Regions from separate parts of the Sus scrofa genome. Here region 2 is linked to region 1. The links are chromatin contacts, called in public HiChIP or PLAC-seq maps. All regions are on one chromosome and are shown on one strand. Each heading gives the region's core, a stretch centred on a gene start, on an enhancer-like site or on the middle of the called end of the contact. The rest is flanking DNA. Distances are from core to core; before and after follow the strand shown. Region 1 has its middle 160 kb from the start of NRIP1. Region 2 has its middle 160 kb from the start of NRIP1.

Evidence for each region. HiChIP or PLAC-seq counts read pairs in DNA pulled down with a chosen protein or histone mark.
Region 2: an H3K27ac HiChIP or PLAC-seq map of alveolar macrophages shows a contact between it and region 1. The contact joins two enhancer-like sites. A contact is called at or near these places in 5 of 47 Hi-C or Micro-C datasets (fetal liver, liver and skeletal muscle) and 1 of 2 datasets of contacts at active chromatin or transcription factors (alveolar macrophages).

The regions. Positions count from the first base shown.
Region 1 is chr13:179,752,054-179,754,956 of Sscrofa11.1, forward strand. No RefSeq gene overlaps it. Among named protein-coding and RNA genes, the nearest start is that of NRIP1, 160 kb to the right of the region's middle. Within about 2 kb of position 1,293, at least 8 of the 83 cell types and tissues checked have an H3K27ac peak or open chromatin away from gene starts, as enhancers often do. A contact at or near this core is called in alveolar macrophages and liver, where this site is marked.
Region 2 is chr13:180,074,070-180,077,393 of Sscrofa11.1, forward strand. No RefSeq gene overlaps it. Among named protein-coding and RNA genes, the nearest start is that of NRIP1, 160 kb to the left of the region's middle. Within about 2 kb of position 1,907, at least 11 of the 83 cell types and tissues checked have an H3K27ac peak or open chromatin away from gene starts, as enhancers often do. A contact at or near this core is called in alveolar macrophages and liver, where this site is marked.

The DNA of each region.
Region 1 (2,903 bases), core at 43-2,542:
GGGAGGATCTCTTTTGTACAAGAAAAGAAGGACAGAATGTTGGAAGGGAACTCTCCTTGACAGATGGGAATGAGAGTGGTGTGAGTAACTAACTGGAGGCAATAAAGGTGTTAGCGAATCGCAGGAGGGAAGAGCGGACCAGGATGACTGACTCTTCCACACGCTGCGTGTTGCACCAGTGCCAGGGAGAGTTGCCTATCTCAGCTTCAGTGTTAAGAGCATGTGGCTCCCGCAGATTCACAATGCATGCATCGGCTTTCTCAGCATCACAAGCACTGGCGGGGTCCTCATCCACCTGACAGGGCTACCATCTCTTTGCCACCCTCCTTTCCAAAGCCTGTTCTCCTGGTCATCCCTCCTTTCTTTGTCCTAGTTCTTTTGTTCTTCTCCCCTCTGTTCTTCACATCTCTCTACATGATTTCCTCCTCTTCCTTTGGGATTTTTGTCTTAAAGTAAGGAGAGTCTCATCATCACGGTCAAGCCAGTGTCATGTAACCAATTACCCTCAAATCTAGCTCTATCCTCCATGTTAAGAAAACCCAGCTGTTGCTAAGAATGGTGTATCTATACAGTGTTTGTGTATGAATCATAGCAAGAATTCTTAAGGCAAGAAGACTGCTGAACCAAAAACTGTCATAACACAAAAGATCTTGAATGATTATTACCTCCCCCCAACTACATTCCATTTGACAACCAAGCAAATCACGACTTGGAAAAGTTAAATGTGTTCCTGAGGTTATACCAACCATCAGAGTGAAGGGGTCACTTAGGACCTAGGCTTCTGAATTCCCTATTTTATGAATTTTAACATAAAAATAAAAGCTACGGATCCTCTAGACCTCTATGCTGCATCCCTCTACTACAGAAGCAAACACAGCGAAAGAATCAGGGATGCTCTTTTGTTCTCCTGTTAAGTGTCTAACCTCAAGGAAGTCACTCACCTCCCTGGTTCTCGGTACTCCCTTTCACAGCTGAGGAGCCTGGACAGATCATATAGTTACTTCTAGTTCCAAAATTCAATGACCCTTTAAGCTTAACTCCTTTCACCAGAATACCTGTCATTTCTAGGTAAATGGTGTTCTCAGTCCTTTCTGCTAAAAGAGGTTAAGTAAATAAAAAGGAAAGATCGGGCTCTGCTTTTGGCCTAAATTATAACTTCATGACCAAGGATGAAAGAAGTTAATAGCAATAAGAAAGCTTCCAGAGTCTACCATTTACAATTTAAATACTTTACTTGGGAGGTTAAAAGTTCAAAGTTGAGTCATAGTCTGAGGTGGCTCTGCTCTTTCTTTTTAATTATCTGAGGTCAGGAAGTTAATAATACCAGAAATCCCCAGTGGAGACCTCTTGTGCACTGTGTGAACTTTAAACTTGCTCATTTTTTTTTTAAGGGTAAAAAGTTCAGTAAAAACACAGTGGACTTTTCCTCTGAGCCTCCACCCATTCATCCCCCAAGGTCAAAAGTTGAACTGTAAAACAGAAACCCTTGTTCTCTGATCCACATTTAAACAGATCACTTATTAAAAGGTAAACATTCCAAATGCAAGCTAAGATCCAAAGTGAATCTGTTCAATAAAAATAAAAATATTGTAATAAAATGTCTTTGATCTTTATCACTTGACTTGGAATTGAACATCAGAACTTATTTTTTTGAATCTCAGAGAAAGAGCAGTCGGTAAAGCTTTTTCCTAACCTATCTCTGCCCTGAGATTGGCTTATCTGGAAAAGTTAGATCTAAGATATTTTTTAAATAATTGTGTTTACAGTCTCATCTTAAGGCAATTTTTACAATGAATTCTACATGATTTACATTTGTTTGTTTTGCTCAAAAACAGTTCAAGTGTGGTTTAAATCAGAAAGATTTAAAGGACTGTGGAATTAAGAGGTTTGCTGAAAATGAAGAGGGATGTGGAGAAAATAGAGAAATGGATGAATGAACACAATGAACCTCCTGGGAATAAGGAATGGACTATATTTGAAAACTTCAAATGTTAAAGTTCAAAAATGGAGCCATGAGAACAGTGGTAGAGCCCTAAATATGTACAGTTGACCCTCCATCTCTGCAGGTTCCACATCTTCAGATTCAACCAACCATAGATCAAAAATATTCAGAAAAAAAAATTCCTGAAAGCCCCATAGATGCCAAGGGACGGCTACATTTAATAAGGATAAGACTAGCTTTCTTAAAATAAAAATGGCAAATTTAAGAAGTATGGAAGAGCCAACTAAATACTAACCTAATCCAATCAATTTGCTTAGAAAAACTCCCTGAATCACCATTAGACTGTTATGGTATGTACCCCCAAAGTGTCCTTTTCTAATAAAGTAAATAATATATGTGTCTACTTTTTTTCAATGTATACTCTTTGAGAATGCTTTTCCTTAAAAAAAATAATAAATAAAAAGTCCATTCTGTGAATGAACATTTGCTCCAAAAATCTTTTAAGAAATCACCTGTGTCATAATTTATCCAAATATTTTTCTACCTTAATAATTTTTGGACAGCTTAATGAGAAAAGTAGAGAAAATAGTGAGAACCTTGAAATAAAGGTTTACAATGAACACATGCATAATAAAGACTTTTCACTGATGTCAGTTAAGTTCTTCGACTTTCTGATTAATTTTAACACAAACTAAAACTAGAAGATACAGCTCTGAAGAAATTGTGACCTAGACCCATTTACACTTGAAGTAATTTTCACAACATCCTCTGGGACTCCTGGATGCAGCTGGATGACCCAGACCCAGGAATGACAAGCCAGGAAGGAAGCGGGGAGAACACATGGGGCTACTTCCTCTTCTTAGGACTCCCCTCTCAACAGCTGTAAAGAAGGGTGGAAATTCCTTGTGAGTCAAAGTGTGACTTCAAAGTCAAGGATGCAATCTGAGAGACGTGATCATAT
Region 2 (3,324 bases), core at 657-3,156, 320 kb after region 1:
AGAGGGTTAAGGAATTTCTGTGAGCTGTGGTGTAGGTCATAGACACGGATCCTGCATTGCTGTGTAGCATAGGCCGACAGCTATAGCTCTGATTCAGCCCCTAGCCTGGTAACTTCCATATGCCACAGGTGTAGCCTTAAAAAGCCAAAAACAAACAAACAAACAAACCCCTTGAGATAATGAGGTAAGTTGACAATTAGACAAAAGCCAGGTTGTATCACAGGAAACACTGGTTTCCCTCAATCCCTTATGAACGGTGGCATTTCATTCTTTTCATTCTTAAGGCTCCTAAGAGAGCCCATTTTCTCTCCTATCCAGCCTGGTTTAGCTCCTAATTAGATTCTTTTCTCTTAGACAAACTAACAGGCTGGCTGCTAGCTTCCCTTTCCAAAGATTCTACCATCTTATTAACCATCAGTAAGAGCTGAAAGTTCTTGACCTTCCCAAGAGGGGAGACATGGGGGCCAGGGATCTCTATTACCTTAGGGCTATTTGTTCATCTTTCCCCTTCTTCCTTTTATACCCCTTTTTGAGGTAAGACTCATCCCATTCTTCCTCATTTTAGGCTCCAGTGGAGTCAGAAGGATTAGGCAATGGGCCTGACTGCAATGTTCCCGCCCCACCCAGGGGTCAGGGCTCACGGCCAGTTTCCTCACAAGAGGTCACTGTGAGCTGAAGCTGCCTGATCCCAGACACACAAGGGCAGGGACTCAGAGGTCTGGCACTGCTGGCTGTAGGACCAGTTTAGCCTGGTGACCAGGTAGATGACCCAGCTGCTCTCCTCACTCACTGCTGTGTTCAAGTCTTGGAGACCCAGATTTTGAAAGTGAGAGAAACAGACATTAAAAACCCAAAGGTAATTAGAGAGGGAAAAAAATGCTATTTAATTTACACACTAGAAAAAACAATTTTGCCTCTACAAAATATGTTCTTGGTTTCTGATAGAAATATTATATATTCATTGCATCTGTGAGCCAAATATTGACCTGACCATGGCTTTTAATGATAGTGTTAGGACAAACCTATTAATTCCTATATCAAAGAATAAAGTTAAATGAAATTAGATTTAAAAAAACAGTGCCTCTAACCTTGAAATCTTCCCCATGCTTAGGGTTCACATTAGAAGTTCAACAGCAGTTGGTCTACCTTCTCGACCTCCTCTAGACCAGCCTGCTTTCCATCAAAGTATTAGCAATCATGATGTGTTACATTTGTTTTTCCTACTTTATTTCTGGGCTTTTCAGTTTTGTCTAATAGACCATGTGTTTTAAAGCAGCATATTGACTGATGAATCTATCTTATGTGATTCTTCACACACCCTGTATATTTAAGCAGACACTTAGAAAATGTGATTCTATTTACAACATAAGTTTGGGCAAATTCACCCTTGCATTTGGGTTAAAAGGATCCTAATCAATTGATTATCTAACTTCCATCACTTCCTCACTGTCTTGAGATTCTTTGACTCAAAACATGTAGGGGAGAGTCTGAAGTTGTTTTGGGCTCAAAGCACATTTTGGTTGCTTTTTTTTTTTTTTTTTTTTTTTTTTGTAAAATAGTTTTTGGTGCTGATGCATTTCCTTAATATTATCTACAGTAAGATAAGCACCAACACCCTGATATAAATGTGCTTCCAGACAACCCAGAAGCTGTCATTTTATTCCATTTTCTCCTTCAGTTGCTCCCAGAATCCATTTCAAACAAAAGAATAAAAAGGATCACATAAATAGGTTAGATCAGGGGTGAAGAAGAGAGAAATGCTCATAAGTTGCAAACAGGAAAAGAAATTAGGACAACAAGGCTTCGGAAAGGTTGCAAACACATTCATAAACAAACATAGACTGCCCTGGAACAACCCTGGTGTTTGTCTTTGCTGTGATGGTGCAATGTGGCCTAGTGGTCTGACCAACTGGGACTGCAGTGCCTGGGTTCTCAGTTTTGCTTCAGACTCACTGCTCTGTACCTCATGGCCTTGGACTGGATGGCCTTGGACTGGATGGCCTTGGACAGGCTTTCTTGATCTGAGAGATAGGCAGATTTCCCAGCTGCAAGGCTCAATGTTTAAGGGAGAAAAGGTTGCAGAAGGGTGAAGAATATTGCTACATCTAAAGCAAGACTATCCTACATGAATGATCAATGCAAGAAGTTTTTATTTTTACTTGCATATTTAGAGTCAAACTCCAATCTTCTCTGCCATGCACAGGGTGCTTGTTTGTTTTGTTGAGGTCCCTGATAGTCTGGGTAGTTTGGAAAGGAGTGGGAGTGTGTATGAAGAGCAAAGGGAAGCATCTATTGCAATGTTTGGTGGTTTTCTGTGTTGTGCACGTCCTCTCTCTCCATCTCCAGCATGGATTTCTCTCTCTCTTTTTTTAACTTAGGAATTTATACTGCACTGTTAGGTTTTATAATTAGCATGACAAGTTATTTGTATGTTTCTCCAAATGATTGCATCTTTGCATATTATAAAGAAAGATATTCAAACATATCTTAAGTTCCCTTTAAAGGCAACCACGTTTAAAGAAAGCCCCGCTTCTATTAAAATTCCGCACTCCTTGGAGCGGTTCAGTTTAGCTGAGCTTGCTGATCAGTGAAATCCATAAATAGTTAAAAGCCTCCAGCCCGTGGTAAAGAGGAAGTAAAGTAGACTTATCTCATGACCCAAAAACACATCAAAAACTGCAAAATAATTAACTTTTTACTTGGTATTTAAACAAAGTATTCTAGAATGAGAATTTTGTTATTTCTGAATTGGGTTTTTACCTCAATGTTGGAGTCAAATAAACTTGGAAATATTTATGCTTTCTTTGATTTCAAAGGGCAGGCTTTAATAAGAAAATTACTGCATTTGTTTTTTTAAATCATGTAATCACTCAAGAGGAATTGATTCACAATAATTGCTATTAAGACTTACGCAGAAGTTACAAAATATAAAAGCTAATTCTTTAAAATATATATTCCATGTTTAGTAGATTTTTTTTTTTTTTAATGTTGAACATTTCTTGATTTTTAGAGTTGTTTCTGGCTTCTAGAGCCTAGAAAAATGGTCTGAACCAATAACTTCTTTTCTGCTTCCTTCTCTTCTCCTTCTTTCCCGCCATTCTTTCTTTTTTTCCTCTTGCTCCCCCTTTATCTTCCCACCCCACCCCTGCCAACTTGTATGAGTGCCTACTGTGGACCTGGCACATTGATTGACACTGAGTGCCTTGGATTTAAAGGTTAAACGAACCCAAGATCTTCACACAGCAGAGTCCAGGGAGGCAGAGGACAGCAAACCCCACCTACCCAGATGCCAGAAGATACTGAAAGCCAGAATGAGACACAGAC